2 separate regions of the Sus scrofa genome follow, and region 2 is linked to region 1. The links are chromatin contacts, called in public promoter capture Hi-C maps. All regions are on one chromosome and are shown on one strand. The core of a region is the stretch at or near the end of the contact, and the rest is flanking DNA. Distances in the headings are between cores, read along the strand shown. Region 1 holds the start of MAFK (transcription factor MafK). Region 2 holds the start of SNX8 (sorting nexin-8).

The links. Promoter capture Hi-C pulls out the DNA fragments that hold promoters and counts their contacts.
Region 2: a promoter capture Hi-C map of liver shows a contact between it and region 1, with 6 times the contacts expected there. The contact joins the promoter of SNX8 here to the promoter of MAFK in region 1. A contact is called at or near these places in 1 of 5 promoter capture datasets (liver) and 1 of 2 datasets of contacts at active chromatin or transcription factors (skeletal muscle).

The regions. Positions count from the first base shown.
Region 1 is chr3:1,021,221-1,025,027 of Sscrofa11.1, forward strand. It overlaps MAFK (transcription factor MafK), which reads left to right and starts at 2,146. Exons shown (of 3, transcript XM_003124249.6): 1 at 2,146-2,353.
Region 2 is chr3:1,616,881-1,621,038 of Sscrofa11.1, forward strand. It overlaps SNX8 (sorting nexin-8), which reads right to left and starts at 2,111. Exons shown (of 11, transcript XM_021085985.1): 1 at 1,970-2,111. The coding sequence starts at 2,063.

The sequences.
Region 1 (3,807 bases), core at 896-3,395:
CACCGTCTTCATCTTACTGAGTGTTCCGTTCGGGGGTTGAAATCCATTCAGGTTCTTGTGCAGCGACCGCCACCCACTTCCAGACCCTTTTCCTCACTTCATGGTTTCTCTTTAAAAACGTTAAATCTTTGCCGTTTCCGTCGTGGCGCAGCAGAGACACATCCTGCTAGAATCCATAAGGATGTGGGTTCGATCCCTGGCCTCGATCCCTGGGTCAGGGGTCCAGCGCTGCGGTGAGCCGCGGTGCAGATCACAGACGCGGCTCAGAGCCAGCACTGCTGTGGCCGCAGCGTCGCTGGCAGCTGTAACTCCAATTCGACCTCTAGCCTGGGAACCTCCATGTGCCGAGGGCGCAGCCTTAAAAAGACAGAAAGAAAATTAAATCTTTGATCCATTAGAAACGTATACTGGTGTGCCACAGGGCTGAACTGTGGCTCCAATGTTACCTTTTGCGAAACGGCTATCATGTTGTCTCAGCAGCAGTGATGACACTATTTCATCAAGCCCCTTTTAAAGTTGAGGAAGCTAAGACTCAGAGGTGAAATGACGTGAAGAGTCACCCCGCGAGTGGGACCGCCGTCCCACCTCCACCTAATCCAGCCTCTCAGTCCCGCTTTCGCGGCATCAGCGAGAATATTTAGAGGATGCTCTGCGTAACCGACGTTCATACGAAGAGGCGGCAGCCAGGTAGGGAAGTGAGGACCCCGCTGAAAGTCAGTTTTCCTGACTACAGCGGTGGCCTGGCCAGAGGGCCACAAAGCGGCGGGCGGCCCGAGCTCTGCATCCGAGGACGGAGGGTGTGGGCCGAGAGAAAGGGGAAACACCTTTCGAATTCCAGCAAGTTCTCTGAAAACATCCTGGAGAGATGGGCTGCCCCTGCTGCTGTGTTTATTGGCAGCTGTTCCCGTGGAGGCTCCAACCTGGATGCCCCACCAGGCACGGGCGACCAGCAGGGCAGGGCAGGGCAGGGGGGCCGGGGGGGAAGCCCACACTGGCCGGAGCACGAAGCGGCTCGAGGGGGCCCCGTGGTGGTGCCTGCTGCAAGCGGATGACCCGCAAGCCTCTGGCACGTTCTCCGCTTCGTCTCCCAGGGTACACCCCAGGTGCCCAGGACCCCTCCACAGACACAGCCGGGCTGTGGGAGGCCGGCCGGCTCTCGCAGAGCCTTGGCGAGTTTCCCTCGATCTTTATTCAGAACTCAGACATGTGGCTTCACTGAGGTAGCTCATTATTTCTGAGAAGGGATCCAGAAAGTGTCCTAGTCGTGGGGGTGAGGGGGGGCTGGGCCTGGTAACTGGACAGGTCACCTCCTCGGCTTTGTCCTCCATCTGTGACAGGAGAGCGTGCTTCTCCCCAGGGGCAGCCTTGACCTGAGGCCAGGACAACACCCGGGTTCTGCCTGTGCCCGCCTGTTTCCCCGCAGCAGCTGTCAGCGGGCCTCAGGGGGGCACTGTTCCCAGGCTGGGGGGAGGGGGTCTTGGAGCCCCTGGACACTGAGGCCCCTGCCACTGTCTTTCTGATAGAAATTGTTCTTTTAACCCATTTTTTGGTGGAAAGACGGGAAATCAAAAGACAGATGGGCATGTCTGTTGGGGGGGACACCAGACACCCTCTCCTCGTTTGTGGGGCTGGCTCACCTGGCAGACAGGGAGGTGTGTGTCCATGAACCCGTCTCCTCTTGGGTGATAAAACCACCTGGACCTCGGTCGTGGGCTCTACCTGCTGTGACCACCCCTGGGGACGGCGAGGGTCTCCGAGGGCCCTGGTGAGGCTGAAGGATGCGCGGGAACCGCCAGAGGTAACGAATACGGGGTTCAGCCAGAGCCTGCCCTTCCCCAGTCCAGAGAGGGCGAACTCGCGGAAATGAGGGTGCCCCTGGCCCAGTTGTACTTAAGGCGACGAACGCCGCCCCTCGGGGCGCAGCGCACGTCGGGGCCGCCACCAAGCGGCGCGCTCGACACCTGCGGTCACGGGGCCATCCTGCCTGCCGGGCACAGGTGGGTCGCGGACTGGGCTCCGGGGGGCGGGGCGCTGGCGCGAGGAGCGGCGGGCGGGCGGAGCCTCGGGTGGGCGGGGCGCTGGCGCGTGCGTCGGCTGGGCGGGCCCGTCGGTGGGAGGGGCGGCGTGACGCGCGCCGACGCCGATCCCGGAAGCGGTGTCAGATGCTGGGGAGCCGGGCGGGCGGGCTGGCGGCGGGCGGCCGGGGGAACTTGTTGTTCTTAGCGAAGTCCGATCCCAAGCGCGCGGCGGAGGCGGCGGCCGCCGAAGGGGAGCGCGAGAGTGAGCGCGAGCGCGAGGAGAGCGCGTGCCCGCGAGGAGCCGCCGCGCGCCCGCGCCCCCCGCGCGACGCCAGGTGAGCAGCGGCCGGGCCGGGCGGGGCTGGGCCGGGGGCCGGGGGCCGGGGGCCGGGGGCCAGGGGCCAGGGGACCGGACGAGGGGCGCCCACCGCTGAGTCACTGCCACCTTGGACCCGCGGCCAAGTTGGGCCGAAGCCTGGAGCCCCGGCCCGGCCGGCGCACCTGCAGTCAGGTGTCCCGGCCCCAGAGCGCCGCGCGGGTTGGGGGCCTTCCTTCTGGGCTGGGGGAGCGCGCCCCGGACCCGCGACCCCAGGCCCGCGTTCGGAGCCGGCGGGCGCGGGGCGGAGAGGGGCGGGGCGGGCCGAGAAAGGGCCGGGTGGGGAGCGCGGGCGTTCCGGCGGCGCCGGAGCCCCTGCCCGGCCCGCCCCACCAGTTCTGCCCGCAGGCCCGGGAGATGCACTCCGGGGGAAGCGGGGGCGATGCGGAGGGCCACGTGTAGGGGAGCGCGTGGCGGCCAGGCCGAATGGGGCCTCGCACACCTGGGCGCTGCCCGGCTGGGCCGTGCGGTCCCGCCCTGGAGGCGCGCTGGCCCGGCCCAGCGCTGCCGGCGCCCCGGTCCCCGCCACCCCGAGGGTGGGCAGGGCGAGAAGGCCCCTCGCCCACCATGTCACTTTCCGGGGTTCCCATAGGGAGGTCTCGGTGTGGAAGCTTGGGGTGGGGAGGGGGACCCGGAACGCGTCACTTCCGAACCCCATGGCCCCGCGTCACATTTTTTTTCCCTTCTGTGAAGGGGGGGGGTGTCCATCCCCTAACTCTAAAAGCGGGTTTTTCTCTGCCTGTGCTGAGTTCAGGAAACAGATGAAGTGTCGGTCCGCCTGCTTCCACGCCTTCTCCAGGACCGGGCGGGAGGGGAAATGTTTCGCTCCGGCCCCGGGTCTGCCTTAGAAAAGCAAATCGCTGTGCCCTCCGTCTCCGGTCTCCGTAGTAGTAGGCTCCCTCGCCGCCACGTGTTGTGCAGTCTTCCCCAAAGCGCGCTTGCCCACATTCTGCCCACAGTCCGGGAGCCCTGCTGTGTTGGGGGTTGCAGGAAGTTCCCTGCTCTGTCTCGCGTTAATGATTACTGCCTGTTTACCTTAACGCACAGCTCTTTTGTAGCCAAGGCAAAAATGGATCTTCCACTTAAGAGTTCATTCAGCAGTTGACCAATACTCAGCCAGCCCTTGCCAGGTGCCTGGCCTCAGGGAGCTTCCGGGTCTCTGGGTGATCAGTGGGTGCCCCTGCCTGGAGGCTTGGCTGCGGGGCTGCCCACTCCCTCCCCCCACTGGCATTGGTGAAGTTTTGCCGGCAGAGCAGTTGCCACACAGGTGTCTTGATGTGTGCCGTGTCTGGAGCCGAGGCTCCAAGCCTCCTGTCTTCAGGGGGATGGCTTTTTTAAAAAGCCTTGGTCTACGGAGCCGGGAGGGTTTGGAAACGGAAGGTGGGCTGTGTGGGTGGGTGGGGGGGCACCTGC
Region 2 (4,158 bases), core at 861-3,360, 600 kb after region 1:
ATTTGTTTCTGCTGCACCACGATGGAAACTCCAACAATTAATACTAATGGTAGTATTTGGACAACAGCAGAGAAAAGGAAATTCGTTGTATACCCATAAGCCACAACTTCTCAACAGCCAGAATCAACCTTTGCTAAACCATGAGATACACATAACATCTTTGTATAAAATTCACTCTCAAAGGCTTAGATTTTTTTTTTTCCTTTTTTTGGCCGCACCTGCGGCATGTGGACATTGCCAGGCCAGGAATCAAATCTGCGTCACAGAGGCAACCTGAGCTGCTGCAGTGACAATGTTGGATCCTTAACCTGCTGCACCACAGGGAACTCCTGAAAGGCTTAGATTTTCTGACTCCAGCCCATCCAACCACCATCCCCAATAAGACATCATACCCCCTAAGCATTGCCCACTTTGGGTTTTTTTGTTTGTTTGGTCTTTTTAGGGCTGCACCTGTGGCATATGTAAGATCCCAGGCTAGGGGTCCAATCGGAGCTGCAGCTGCTGGCCTACACCACAGCTCACGGCAACACCAGATCCTTAACCACTGAGCAAGGCCAGGGAGGGAACCCACATCTTCATGGATTCTAGTCGGGTTCATGACCACTGAGCCACAACAGGAACTCCACATTGCCCACTCTGGGCAAGTCACTTGCCTCTGGGTTTAGTTTTCCCAATGTAAAAAGCGAAAAAAGAAAATCTGAGTTTTGGTCTACCATTTCACCTGCCTCACAGGATGACCATAAGGATATGAACAGAACAAAACGAGAGGCTACGTACATCTCGAAGGTCCATGAACCACACTTTGAGACGCAGTCAGCTATAGGAAAGCACTCAGTAAACTGAGAAGCGCTACCCTGATGGTAGCAGAACACCGAATACCACCACCACAGCCCCAGGGAAGGCCAGCAGGCAGAAATCATTCAGTGCCAGCCAGCCCCGTTCCTGCAAAGAGACCTGAGCCGCCACCACATCCAGCAACTCTAAATTGTTTTACAGTCCTCAGAGGAAAAAGCATTCCTACCCACACACTGCCCCGCAGGTCCAAGTGTGACCCCGCCAAGGAGTCCAGTCAGGGGCCCTGGTATGGGTGGGTGAACGCTGGGCCAACCTGTGCCCTCAGGAACACAATGTTCTAACCAGGAGCAACAGCCATCACATGCTTCCCTTACGCAGCTTCCAGTCAAAGGAAATACAACTACAGACCAATGGCGGAGGGGGGGGCTGTTTACATGCAGACTCACCCAGGGTCTTTCCCGTCAATTAGGCCAACGCAATGCACTGCCCACCCCCTCGCCCCTACCCGCAGCGGCTTCACTCCACTCCTGCCTCCTCTTCTCCCTAATGAATCAACTCTCAGAGCCCTCCAGAACGCATCGGAAGCACAGCCACCGCAAGGACACCTTTCCAGACTCTCCAGGCAGAGTCGCCGACCTTGTGCCCACCACCACCACCAAGCAGCAGCAGTAACTCAGACCAACACCCACCTACATCTACTCTCCAGTTAGAGAGGTGAGGGGGGACCATTTACACAGGAAGATCCTAGAAAAGCCAAGCCTCACGCATGCTTCTTCGTGTTCACGCTGATCCATCAGAAAAAGCACTTAGGGAGAAATACAGCGGGCTGACGGGTGAAAACGCCCAAGTCCCGGGCGACCAGAGTACTTGCCAAGGCCGGACAGGTCCAGGGACGGCGCCCCACGCGGTGGGCAGGCCGGCACGCAGGAAGCGCGCGGAGGCCTGGCCTCGGGGCCCCCAGGGACCGGGGCAGCCCCGGGGAGACGCGGGCAGAAGCGCGCGGCGAGGTGCAAACGCGCGCGCTGGGCCGCGGAGCCACGCGCCCTCCTGGGCGTGGACGCGGGAGTGGGAGGGGGACCCGGCGGGGCGCGCGGCGTCGGGGGGCAGAAAGAAAACCGAAGGCCGAGGGGTCTCGGGCCCAAGCCGCGCCCGGCCTGCTGGGCGCCCGCCGTACCTGCTACCGGCGGGTCCGCCTCTTCGTCCGCCTCCGCCTCAGGTGCTGCAGCGACTGGCGCCGCGGGCAGCGGGTCCATCGCGCCGCCAGTCATGTGAGCGCGCGCCACGTGACTTCCTCCACGCCTGCCCGGCCGCTGCCCGGCCTCGCCACGCCCACTCCGGGCCGCCACGCCCATCCCCGCCCTGGCCCCGCCCCGTCTCGCCCCGCCCCAGCCACGCTGCAGAGGGGAGGGCAGGTGGCGCGGTCCAGGCCCGCGCTCGCAGCCCCGCGTCCGCCGCGGCTCCCCGCGCGTTCTCTGCCGGCGCCCTCGCCCACTCATCAGCCCCCACCTGCCCTCTCTCAGGCACCCATCCACTCGTTCATTCACCCGCTCCCCGCTCATCCGCTTACTCACGTCCTCGTTCGTCTGCCCACTCAGGAGCCTGCTCATTCATTTGCTCACTTACCCACCCTGTCATTCAGTCGTTGGCTCATTTACCCCTCCACCCACTCGCTCGCTTACTCAAGTCTCCCGACTGCCGCCTGGAGGCCAGGCAGCCCCTGTGCTGGGTGCTGAGGATACAAAGCTGCATTAGGTACTTCCCCATCTGGAGGACAGACGGGCCACCAGAGTGGAGCAAATGTCCCGACTGCCAAAACCAAAACAAGGCTGCAGGAGCGCCGCACCAAAGGGTTCCCGCGGCACTGCCGGGGTAAAGGCTCTCAGGATGACTAGAGCCCGACCCGAGGCTGGAGGAATGAGGAATTCAGCAGGAGGAGGGAGTGGGTCCCCGCATCCACGAAGGCCCTGAGACATCACACGGCGGCACACGCTGTGGTGTTCCTGGAGCTGAAAGCGTGGGGGCAGAAGAGGAAGCTGGAGCGGTGGGTAGGGCCCCATCAGGGAGCGTCTTGTTTACCAAGTAAGGACCCTGGATGGATCCCCTAATACTGGGATGCCTCTCAGTGCTCAGGGGGGGAGCCGGGAACAGTAACCAAGAGCCCAGAGCCCCTGGGAGGGTCCTAGGAAGGACCCCAGTCTCCCCAGGGGGTTCGTTCTCCTTGCTATAGCTACTGGACATCTTTGGGAGTTGGTACCAACAACAAGCTGGCTCCCAGCATAACTGAGGAAGTGCCATCCCCTTCCGCAGATGGGCACATAGCTGCTTTCCGAAGCCACAGAGGGACACGGCTGAGCCTGACACCTCCCCCATCCCATGCTTTTCCTTCCGCCAGATCGGCTTCCTTTAAGCTGTTTTTGCATCAAATGATGTCCTCAGCAATTTCTCCCCTCCAAGGCCTGGTCTCTCCCCGCTTCTCCCTCCCCCTCTTCTCCCTCCTAATTTCCAGGTATTCTTTGCTACGTATCTCTGACCCCCCCCCCAGATTATAAGATCTTTGTTAAATATCTAAACACTCACTGCGCCTTGAAAACTGAAGCATTAAACAAGCATAAAATTAGACATTACTGGAGAAAAACGGCATATTAAATGTATCATTTTACTTTACCCCCCTGACATGTGGTCACACCACCTTCATTCAGTGATCCTGGATCTGGGCTGCACTAGTCACCAGGAGGGCATTCAAACAAGCTCTGCCTGAAACCCACCCTCAGAAGTTCTGGTTTAAATGGTCTAGGGAATGACCTGGACTTGAATTTGGTTTTCATTTGTTTGTTTGTTTTTTAAAAAAGCTCCCTAGGAGTTCCCATCGTGACTCAGCGGTAACGAACCTGACTAGTATTCATTCGTGAGGATGCAGGTTTGATTCCTGGCCCCGTTCAGTGGGTTAAGAATCCAGCGTTGCCTTGACCTGTGGTGTAGGTCACGGGCTCGGCTCAGATCCTTCGTCGCTGTGGCTGTGGTGCAGGCCAGCAGCTGCAGCTCTGATTCAACCCCCAGCCTGGGAACCTCCACATGCCGCACATGCAGCCTTAAAAAGCAAAAAAAAACCCAAAAAGCTCCCTGGAGGACTCCAAGGTACAGCCCAGGTGGAAGACCACTGCTCTAAGCAGAAAGTCCTTCTAGCCTCACAAACATTTCCTGCGCATTTGCCAGGTGGGGAATTTTGTGTGACGTGGGAGGGGAGTGAGGGACAGCACAGGGAAAACCGGGAGGCATCCTCAGCTTCCCAAGATCCTGATGGACCTGAATGGAGGAGCAGAACCAGCGGGATTCCCACGCCACACGGAGAAGCGGGGGCTGGAA